2 separate regions of the Lactuca sativa genome follow, and region 1 is linked to region 2. Evidence: chromatin contacts called from public Hi-C data. All regions are on one chromosome and are shown on one strand. The core of a region is the stretch at or near the end of the contact, and the rest is flanking DNA. Distances in the headings are between cores, read along the strand shown.

The links. A called contact is a pair of places that touch in the nucleus more often than the background predicts.
Region 1: a contact with region 2 is called in a Hi-C map of leaf, with 7 times the contacts expected there. The contact joins the promoter of LOC111904209 here to the promoter of LOC111904211 in region 2. A contact is called at or near these places in 2 of 4 Hi-C or Micro-C datasets (leaf and seed).

Annotation. Positions count from the first base shown.
Region 1 is chr7:154,529,989-154,535,331 of Lsat_Salinas_v11, reverse strand. LOC111904209 (photosystem I subunit O) reads right to left here and starts at 1,328. Exons shown (of 4, transcript XM_023899987.1): 1 at 1,150-1,328; 2 at 721-793; 3 at 401-580. The coding sequence starts at 1,318.
Region 2 is chr7:154,383,371-154,388,166 of Lsat_Salinas_v11, reverse strand. It overlaps LOC111904211, which reads left to right and starts at 1,592. Exons shown (of 3, transcript XM_023899988.3): 1 at 1,592-2,350; 2 at 3,173-3,520; 3 at 4,275-4,796. The coding sequence starts at 1,907.

The DNA of each region.
Region 1 (5,343 bases), core at 79-2,578, 150 kb before region 2:
ACATGATGCTTTTCTAAAGAAAAAGAATTATAATGACTTTTAGAATTACATAAACACAAGCTAAAAGATGACCATTATGATCCATTTTATGAATAAGTGGGTTATTTGAGTTATTATTATTATATAATGGCCGTGAAATCACTGATCAAATATATCTTTTAATGACTACAACATCCCAAATCCACAAATATACTATTATAATTATAATTATAATAATAGCCTTTTTAATCAATATTTATAATATTAATTGTCATTTTTTATAAGAAAGAATCAAAATCCTACTTTATATATCTTAACCATTAAAAGCTTGTAAGTAGTATTTAACACCAAATGGTTATATAATATAAGTTTTATCCAAGACATAGACACATATTTTAAATAGTTTTTGTTTTAAACTAACCAAAATGGTGAAGTGAGAGCCGGAGGAGTGGGGAAGTGAGCGAGCTCAGTTCCAATGCTTCCAAAGAAGAGTCCTGTCAAACTGTCACCGTTGATTGCTGGTATGCTTGATGGTGCGAGCCATCCGATCAACCCAAATCCTATCACATTCAAGTCTCTACGTAGCCAGTCTCTTTCAAAGCTAACAATGTTTAATATCATTATATTAACAAAACAAATCAACACAAATATATATGTAATGTTATACAACTTATATAAGTTATATATTAATTCACTTGAATTTTGATATTGTATATTTAAATTACTTGGAGATTTATTTACCATGTATATTTGCCACCTGAAGCATGTGAAACCCTCAAAGGGTTCCTTGTTGTTGTTGTAGACCTCAAAAAGGCTGAAAACAAACACAAATTCAATTATTAATAAATTTAATTGATAAGTATTTGACAAAGGACATTTTATAAAGAAACTATAAGTTTACCAGTTTGATTACCCATAGTTAATAAAATATAACTTGGATTTATATTTTCTATCAGAAAACATATATACATCATAAGTTGATAATTACTACATTATAGACCATCAGATCCTCTTATAAGTATGCCTGACATTATAAGTCGCTAAAGTCTTATTTGCTTCGAAAGAATTGAATGTAGATCGATATTATTAACAGAAACTGATCAGAGTATGAGTATGCAGTGTATAAATCTTGCAATTTATCGTTATGATGAAGAGGTGGTGGACGTTGACCTGAATTTAAGGTGGTTTGTCTGCGGTTGAGTGACGACGGCGAAGAGAGGGAGGAGGTGGCCAAGCCCACGACGGTTGAGGTTGCAGCGGCCATAGGTACTGCTTCTCTCTGATCAGAACGATTGAAGGGATGGATAATGGTGGTGGGTTGTTTAGGAGTTTTGATCATATGGTGTAGCGGAAGGATAAATCCAAGTGGTTCTGGATTGCATGGGTTATTAGATGTTCAATAGCATCTCGCCACGTAGATGTTCTGTGGATAATACAGATCTACACCTTGCCACGTGGTGGATAAAATGGATTTGTCTCTTAAATAACTGATGATGTATACTTTTTGAAAATTTATATATAAAAAAAATTTAGAACTTAAATATAAATTGATTAAGTTAAAAAGAAAAGCATTAGTTTAATATAATAATTTCAAATATGAAAAGGTTGTATTGTCTTTCAATAAAAAATTACATAAAAAATTATTATTTATTATTTTTGTATAGTTTAATATTTTACTTTTATTTTTAGTATACTAATTTTTATTTAACTATTATTTTCTTATATATTATTTTCAACTTAGATTCAAAGTTTTTAATATTCTAATATTTAACTTAATATAATTTGGAATTTAGAATTTGTGATTAATATATTGTTTTAATTTTATATGATATTATTTAATTATAAAATAAGAAATATATAAAATAAATAATAAAAAGTATGAATAAAAGTATAAAACGATGATGTTAAGTGTAATACTCCAAATCAGGTAATACCCCCTTTATATTATTGAAATATAAATTAGTGCATAATGGTCCCTTAGTACGTTGGGCGTACTCCAGGAGTACGCTTAACGTACTAAGGATGGCTGCTCGCGGAGGGTTAGCATGTACGCTGGGCGTACCATGGGGTATGCAGGGCGTACGTGACTGATGGTCAAAACCCTAATTTTTGGACTTGACACCTATTTAAGCATCCTTAAGTCATTGGGACTAAATCGTAACCAGTCTCTATAGCCTTATGTCGTCCCTTAACCTCATATTTCCTTGTGAGTGTGGTTCTTAAGCTTAGAAGGTGTGTTGGTGGCCATTTTAGAGATCATTCAAGGAGGAGAAGGTGGTATTCAAGCTTTGGGTGTCATTGAGCTTATAGATCTTGCATCTAGAACATCTTGAGGAAATTTTGGAGGTATAAAGTCATAATCTTGTCATCCTTTTCATTATTTTGAGCTAGGGTTTTGTTATGGAATCCCTTTTTGGCTTTTAGACATTCTTTTGTGAGTTGAGCAACTCCAGAGACTAGAATAGATAGATCTGAGCTCCTTGAACTTGTTAAATGCATAAAGGTGTGTAACACTCTAAATTTTCAAACAAAAATTTTCATTTTTAAACCATATAAAACTCAATATCACATTTCTCAAAAACCACAAATGCATCAGTTATAAAAAACACAAATAAACAAAATGACTGATAATATCCCAGAATCCTCAAACATAATCTCGAACAGATGTGTACAATCAAATCGGTGTGTTCCCGCGATCCTAAGAAGTTCCTGAAACACGTACGTATTACATAACACGACAAACACGAAGCTTCGTGAGTTCCCCAAAATACCAAATACACAAATAATAAACCTTTCATGACTATAGCTCGACATGGACCCTCCGGTCATGCGTCTCAGTGAGGACCCTCCGGTCTCACGGCTCGGTATGGACCCTCCGGTCATGTGTCTCGGTGAAGACCCTCCAGTCTCACAGCTCGGGTTGGACCCTCCGGTCCTGTATCTCAGTGACGACACTCCGGTCTCACAACTCGGTTTGGACCCTCCGGTCCTAACTCAGAAAGGCACAGAATAATACATAGCATAAATCACAAAGACAAAATGTGTAATATCACATAACTCAGTATAAGCACATAAGACCCTCCGGTCGATAACTCAAATAAGATCCTTCGGTCATACAGTATTACCGATCAGGTAAGTATAGTGAGAAGACTCACCTCGTAAGTAAGCAAGTAGATCTAGTACCCACGGGCAGTCTAGACTCCGCCTACATAATATAATCATCTCAAATTAACACTTATAATCACAAATCTAAGAAGTTAGGCTAACCCTTTTCTTCACTCTCGGAAAGGGTGAAAAACTATTTTACCCCTCCATGATCTTCACAATTCATGTCTTGACCAAACCCTAAAACTCAACGGAAGGCAACACTCAAGTCAATGGTCCATGTTGACCCAAATCGTCGAGTGCATCTATATGACTCGTTGAGTTCCTTCGTTTTCTCTGAAGTATCGGGAAAATACAACTCAACTCGTCGAGTTGTCTCACCAACTCGTCGAGTTGTAACGCTTCCGGACTGTTAGGGAAAACCCTAGCCAACCCGTCGAGTTGGCTCATTAACTCGTCGAGTCCCTTCAGTTATTCTCTCATTCAAACGTTTTTAAGCAGAGCTAAGGCCTCGTACTCTAGATTTTTCCTTCTAAGGCTGAAGTATCGCGTAAAGTTGCAAGCTTTACGTCCATGCATGGCATCTAGGTCTCAAAATGCCAAAATATGCTCTATAGAGGGTTTAATGCATGAAAGTTGGCTAATAGCTTGATAAAGCTCGAGTCTTCAGGCCCAAGGGACCTCACATTGTCTAGATCTGAAGTCACAATTTCATGGCAAGCTCAAACAACTTAAGGACCCAAATAAAAGATTGAAATGACCATAAAATCCTAATAAAGAGATCTAACCAAACAATGATCAAGGTGATAGCTTTTTACCTCCAAATAGTAGCTAGTACTGATAGATACCCGGATGCAATGGCTTATTCTCATTCCATTCCTTTTGCTCTTCAATCCCCTTCCAAAAATGCACTAGAAAATATAATCTTAGCCTTTCTCTCTCTCTCTCTCTATCTATCTATCTATCTGTATCTCTCTCTCTCTCTCTCTCTCTCTCACAGACACACACACATACACAAATGAATACAACTCGATTAGGTTTTCTCACAGAGGGTCAAGAGGATAAGGGAGGCGGAAATGAAGGCTTAAGTTACTTTAAATAGGGTACAAACCCTGAAAATTAGGGGTTTCACACTCATCTCTGTCACACCCCAAAACCGAGAACGACGGAAACGTTCTGGGGCGGAGGACGTCATGTACAGTATCACAACACAGTATAATAGTAAACAAGTAAACAACATCATCCATTGCATTAAATAAATAATTTTAATACAAGTGTGTTCTGTAGTATATAAGACACCAAAATATGAATCAAAATATAAGAGGAGTCTTGTATGCGCTCTATCTTCTCAAAAGCTGGCATCGGTACCTGTCTACTGATGACCTGAGAATACAAGTTATTTTGAAAGAATTTATCAGCATTAAAGCTGGTGAGTTCATAAGTATTTAGTGTCTATGGTTGTATCAAAATGTTTGAACTGTTGTTTGAAGTATGAGTTTGTAAACGTTCGTAATAAAAGTATCTGAATGTTTGTAAGTGTTTGTAAAAGTTTGTAACTCCTAGAAAATCCTATATTTTATAGTAAAAGTTGCCTTCTACTAAGGCACAACTGTTTTGTATGTTTGTTTCTTGTAAAAGTGTGTAATTTTCCCAAGTGTAACTATAATTATCAAAATATAGTTTGTACATTAATGTTTAAGTGAAATGATCACTAAATAAATGTAAAGGGTAAATTAATGTAGTACTGTAGTGTTGTATCATAGGAACTACTGTTGTACTAACTACGTTAAACCGGATTTATATCAAGGTATTATGTGATTAATTATACCATACTATCGACGGAAAGCACGACATTGTAAGTCGTAAAAAGGTATGACGTTTGGCACCCGCAGACCTGCAGGTTCGGCTGTAGCTAGCAGCAAGGTGTAGGATAGTCAATCCAGTATAGATCTATACGCAAACTCACGCTCCCCCTCCAGGAGATTCTGGCTACAACTCGGGCCATGACAATGAAGGCATGCTCCGATATAGTGGATCACATTTATGTTATCATATACTTGTATATGTAAGGTATTGTTACTCTTCATAGTATCGTTGTATATGTTCTCTTTCTAGTATAGTTGTATATGTTCTCATCATAGTGTAGTTGTATATGTTCTCATCATAGTATAGTTGTATATGTTCTCGTACTAATAAGTAATGACTCATGAATGAACTGACTCTTTTATGCTTCATTGAACTAGAAGTAGTAAGTAGTAT
Region 2 (4,796 bases), core at 343-2,842:
GCAGTTGGTGGCATTTGTTAGAATACCCCTCTGTTTCGGTGCATGAGTTGCTTAAATGTAGATCAAAGCTAGGTGGTCACCAAAGATTGTCACCGATTCACGAAGCCATAATGTTGGTGTTCATTTGGGTGGTCTGGAGCTACAGAAACCTTAAAGCCTAATCGTCAAAGTTGAAGTCGCATTTGATGTTGACTCAAGAGGTTCAATCCCTCTCATACTTATGGATTAGTGTATTAAATTGAAATGTCTACAATTAAGATGAATAGAATTAAGTTGTGATCCAATTTTAGAATGCTATTGCAAGATTTAAATTTACCCCTTTTTTCGGTCTTTTTTTCTTCTCTTGTTTTTGTATCTCCTGTCATGTTTTTTGAGTTTTTAACCATAATAGGGTAGTTGAAAAAAATATTTACCATTTTAGTGTTCTTTCGAAAATATTTACCAAAATGGTATTTTTCTTATTTTCTTTACTTTTTAGTTTTCTTTTTAGTTTTTTTTTTTTAAATCTTATTTTTTTTTCTCTTTTATTCACCTTTTTATTGTTTTTATATATATATTTTTTTAAATGACAACTTTTATTTTAGCTTTCTAACCTTTTTTTTACTATTTTTTTTTAATAATAGTTTTTTTTAATCTTTTTTTTCTGTTTTTTTCCCTTTTTTAAATATATGTTTTTCTTATACAACCTTTTTACCATCAAATTTTCGCCATCAAATATTAAAAATACAATATATTTTAAGGTGCAAAAAACTCCAACATTCACATGCAATATTTTTAAGGTAAAAAAACAAACAAAACCTCAACATTGTTTGTTAAAAAAACACCACAAAATAAACTCCAACATTGTTTATTACAAAAAAAAAAAAAAAAAAATCACAATTAGCTTGAATTTGAACTGGTAACAAATGGTTACCGGTAAAAAAAAGAGGAAATAACCACAACAAATACCATAAAAATATTTTTTTAAAGTACATTGGCATAGACGGACATCGTTTTCGGTATGAATATTAAAGAAAGAATAAATGTCAATCTTTGTGGAATTTGTAGACTCGGTTGCCTACAAATTCCACAAAGATTGATATTTATTTTTTCTTTAATATCCATACCGAAAACGATGTCCGTCTATGTCAAGGTAGTTTAACAAAATATTTTTATGGTATTTGTTGTGGTTATTTTTTTTATTATTTTATTTTTTTACAGGGAAGGATTTATTACCGGTTTAAATTCAAACTAATTGTGATGTTTTATTTTTCCTTTTGTGATAAACAATGTTAAAGTTTAATTTGTAGTGTTTTTTTTTTAATAAACTATGTTGAGGGTTTGTTTGTTTTTTTTACCTTATAAATATTATATGTGAATATTGGAGTTTTTGTATCTTAAATTATATTATATTTTTAATTTTTGATGGCGAAAATTTAATAATAAAAAGGTTGTATAAGAAAAACATATATTTAAAAAAAACATAAAAATCTTCTAATCAAAAACGTTGGGTTGAATTCACGCGCCGCGGCGTTTCCCAACAATAGTCTTTTCACCCTTTCGTTTCCTACTATATGACGCGCCACAGGTGATCTTGACTCTCCACTGTCCACTACAGTACAGCCTACCATACTTTCCATAGGGAGTGTCGTACAGTATAACTTCCCTATCTTCCCTATAACCCCTCCTCTGTGAAAAAAGCACCATTCTTCTCGCAGTTCAACAGTGGAATTAGCAATACAAACAAACCAAAATCCCAACAAATTTTACAGTTATTTCACCCATTTCGTCTCTGCAAATTCACACTCAAAACCCCATTAAAATGGTTCACCATTTCTCTCTCTAGATTCCATTTAATACCTCCTTCTTGCTGTACATCTTTCTAAAGTAAGAATCAGGACTGTTCGTTTTGTTGTTTTGACAAAAAATGGAAAGGAAACAAGGTTTTTTCTCTGCTTTAAGAGACGAAGTAGTCCGTGGTTTATCGCCGGCGAGGTCACGTGGCAAGAGTCCGGCGAGGAGTAGTAGCTCGCCAATGACGGGGTTTCTTCGACTGAAACCTAAACAGTTGCAGAAACCGGAGCCGGTGGTTATAAGATCCGGGAGTTTGAGTGGTGAAACGCTGGCGCCGTTGATTGAAGGCCCCGATCCGGCCGCCTCAGACCTCGGGGAGACCAAGCGTCCCGGGTCGGGTATCGGGCAATGGATGAAGGGGCATTTATCTAGGGCTCCTTCCATGACGTCTTCTATGGCGTACAAACAGAGGTCTGATCTGAGACTTTTGCTCGGAGTTATGGGTGCGCCGCTTGCTCCGGTGAACGTTAGTTCCAGTGACCCTCTGCCTCACCTTAGCATTAAGGATACTCCTATTGTAAGTGTTCCTTTTTCAATATCTTTTTCATGTGACTTTAGGGTCACTTTTCTACTAGCGCTAACATCATTTTCCGCCATTGTCGTTGTCAAGCTGTTGTAATGAACAGTTCTACACCTGAAGTTCCAAATTACACCCGAAAACAAGGTTTATTATAAACAGGGTAACATGACCCTGCAGAAAGTTTGTTTACGAATCTGTAAAGGGTTTTCCGGTGGGTGTTTGGTAGGGCCACACAAATGCTCCGCCCTCCACGGTTGCGTGATTTAAATACTTCCCGGAATAAAACCAAGTTAATTAAATTGAAATTAAAACCTCTAAAACCTTCAATCATTGCTCGATTGTTTCAAGACCTTTTCGATTTAGAACTTCCTTCGTTTTCCAAGATCTGTATCTTCTTACCCCTTTGTCGTACAAACCCAAAATTCAGCGCAATGATTTCCAAAACCCAAAATAGATCTTCACATGAAACTCGATTTCATTCTTGATTCAGCAAAAAGGGTAATACCGATCCACTGTTCATCCTCTCAATTCTTAACCTAAATTAATCATTTCAAAGCAATAAGCCCAACGTCACTCATTACAAATTCGAATTCAAATCGCAAAATATCCCAATATTCAAAAATCGAGAGTTGACTATTTTGTGTACCCAAGAAATATTATTTTATTTCTAGCTCATCAAGTTTCGTAAAAATCCCGTTTATTCCATTCAAGATTGTTCCCTCCCAAGAATTACGGAAGAAACATCATCATTCATTCCTCTCGACTTCATCAAATTTAAATATCTAATTAGTAATCACATTAATTTTCTTGTTATTATAGGAAAGTTCATCTGCTCAATACATACTGCAACAATACACAGCAGCATCCGGAGGCCAAAAGCTTCAAAACTCCATTAAAAACGCTTATGCAATGGGGAAAGTGAAGATGGTGGCATCTGAATTTGAAACTGCATCAAGGGTGATGAAGAACAAACATTCTGCAAAATCTGCTGAATCTGGTGGATTTGTATTATGGCAGATGAATCCTGATATGTGGTATGTTGAGCTTGCTGTTGGTGGCAGCAAGGTTCATGCTGGCTGCAACGGGAAGCTTGTCTGGCGGCATACACCATGGCTCGGTGCTCACACCGCCAAAGGCCCGGTTAGACCCCTCCGCCGTGCTCTTCAGGTAATCGTTTTATTTTATTTTTAAATAAATTTTTTACCACAAATTTACGATAAATTAAAACCGCTAAATTTGATTTTGTTTTTTCAGTCAAATCATAAAAGTTTGAGATGTTTTTCCAAATTTACCATTTTGACATGTTATATTAGCTTTGAATTTGATCTGTAATTTTGCTTAAGTGATATTTAAAAAAAAAGTAATGAAAACGACTTGTCGGTTATAATTAAAACAATTTACAAAAGAACAAAATTATATTTGTTTTTATACAGAAAAGTCCCATTATTTTGGGAAAGATTTTGATAAAGTTGTAAAAAAAAAATTTAACAGAAAAGTCTCAATTAGTTAATATTCTGCCCAAATTAACGAAAAATCCTTATTTTTACTTAACAGGAAATGACATATTATCGTGCAAAATTAAATAATCTGTAGGACTTTATCAAATTTATTTTCTCAAAATTATGGGATTTTTCTGCATAAAACCCAAATTATATTTTGCCCAATTTTGTGGTGTAACCACTGCTATTATTTTTTTTTTCACATAATTCATCAAAATATTACTCATTTTAATTTAAATGCCACATAAGCAAAATTTTCAGTGAAACTTGGTTTATATGGAAAAAATGTAAGAAACTTTTCTGTTTGATTGGAAAAATAACAAAATATTACTTATTTGATTTTTTTTAACGAAAAATAGCATATTTAAAGTGGTGAATTGGCTTTTTAAAAAAGACATTTTTGGGATTTTTGATAAATGCAGGGTCTTGATCCAAGAACAACTGCAAATATGTTTGTGGATGCAAAATGCATAGGAGAGAAAAAAATCAACGGTGAAGATTGCTTCATCCTGAAATTATCCGCGGATCCAAAAACACTAAAAGCAAGAAGTGAAGGTCCAGCCGAGATCATACGACATGTCCTTTTTGGGTATTTCAGTCAAAAAACGGGTTTAATCATTCACATGGAAGATTCCCATTTGACCCGAATCCAAACCAATGGTGGTGATGCTGTTTATTGGGAAACCACCATTAACTCATTCATGGAAGATTATCGATCCGTTGATGGAATCATGATTGCTCATTCGGGTCGTTCCATTGTCACCCTTTTCAGATTCGGTGAAATGGCAATGAGTCACACAAAGACAAGAATGGAGGAAGTTTGGAGTATTGAAGAGGTCGCTTTCAATGTCCCCGGGTTGTCAAATGACTGTTTTATCCCTCCTGCTGATTTGAGAACTTGTTCCGTTAGCGAGACTTCCGAGCTTCCTCGACCGGGAAAAGCT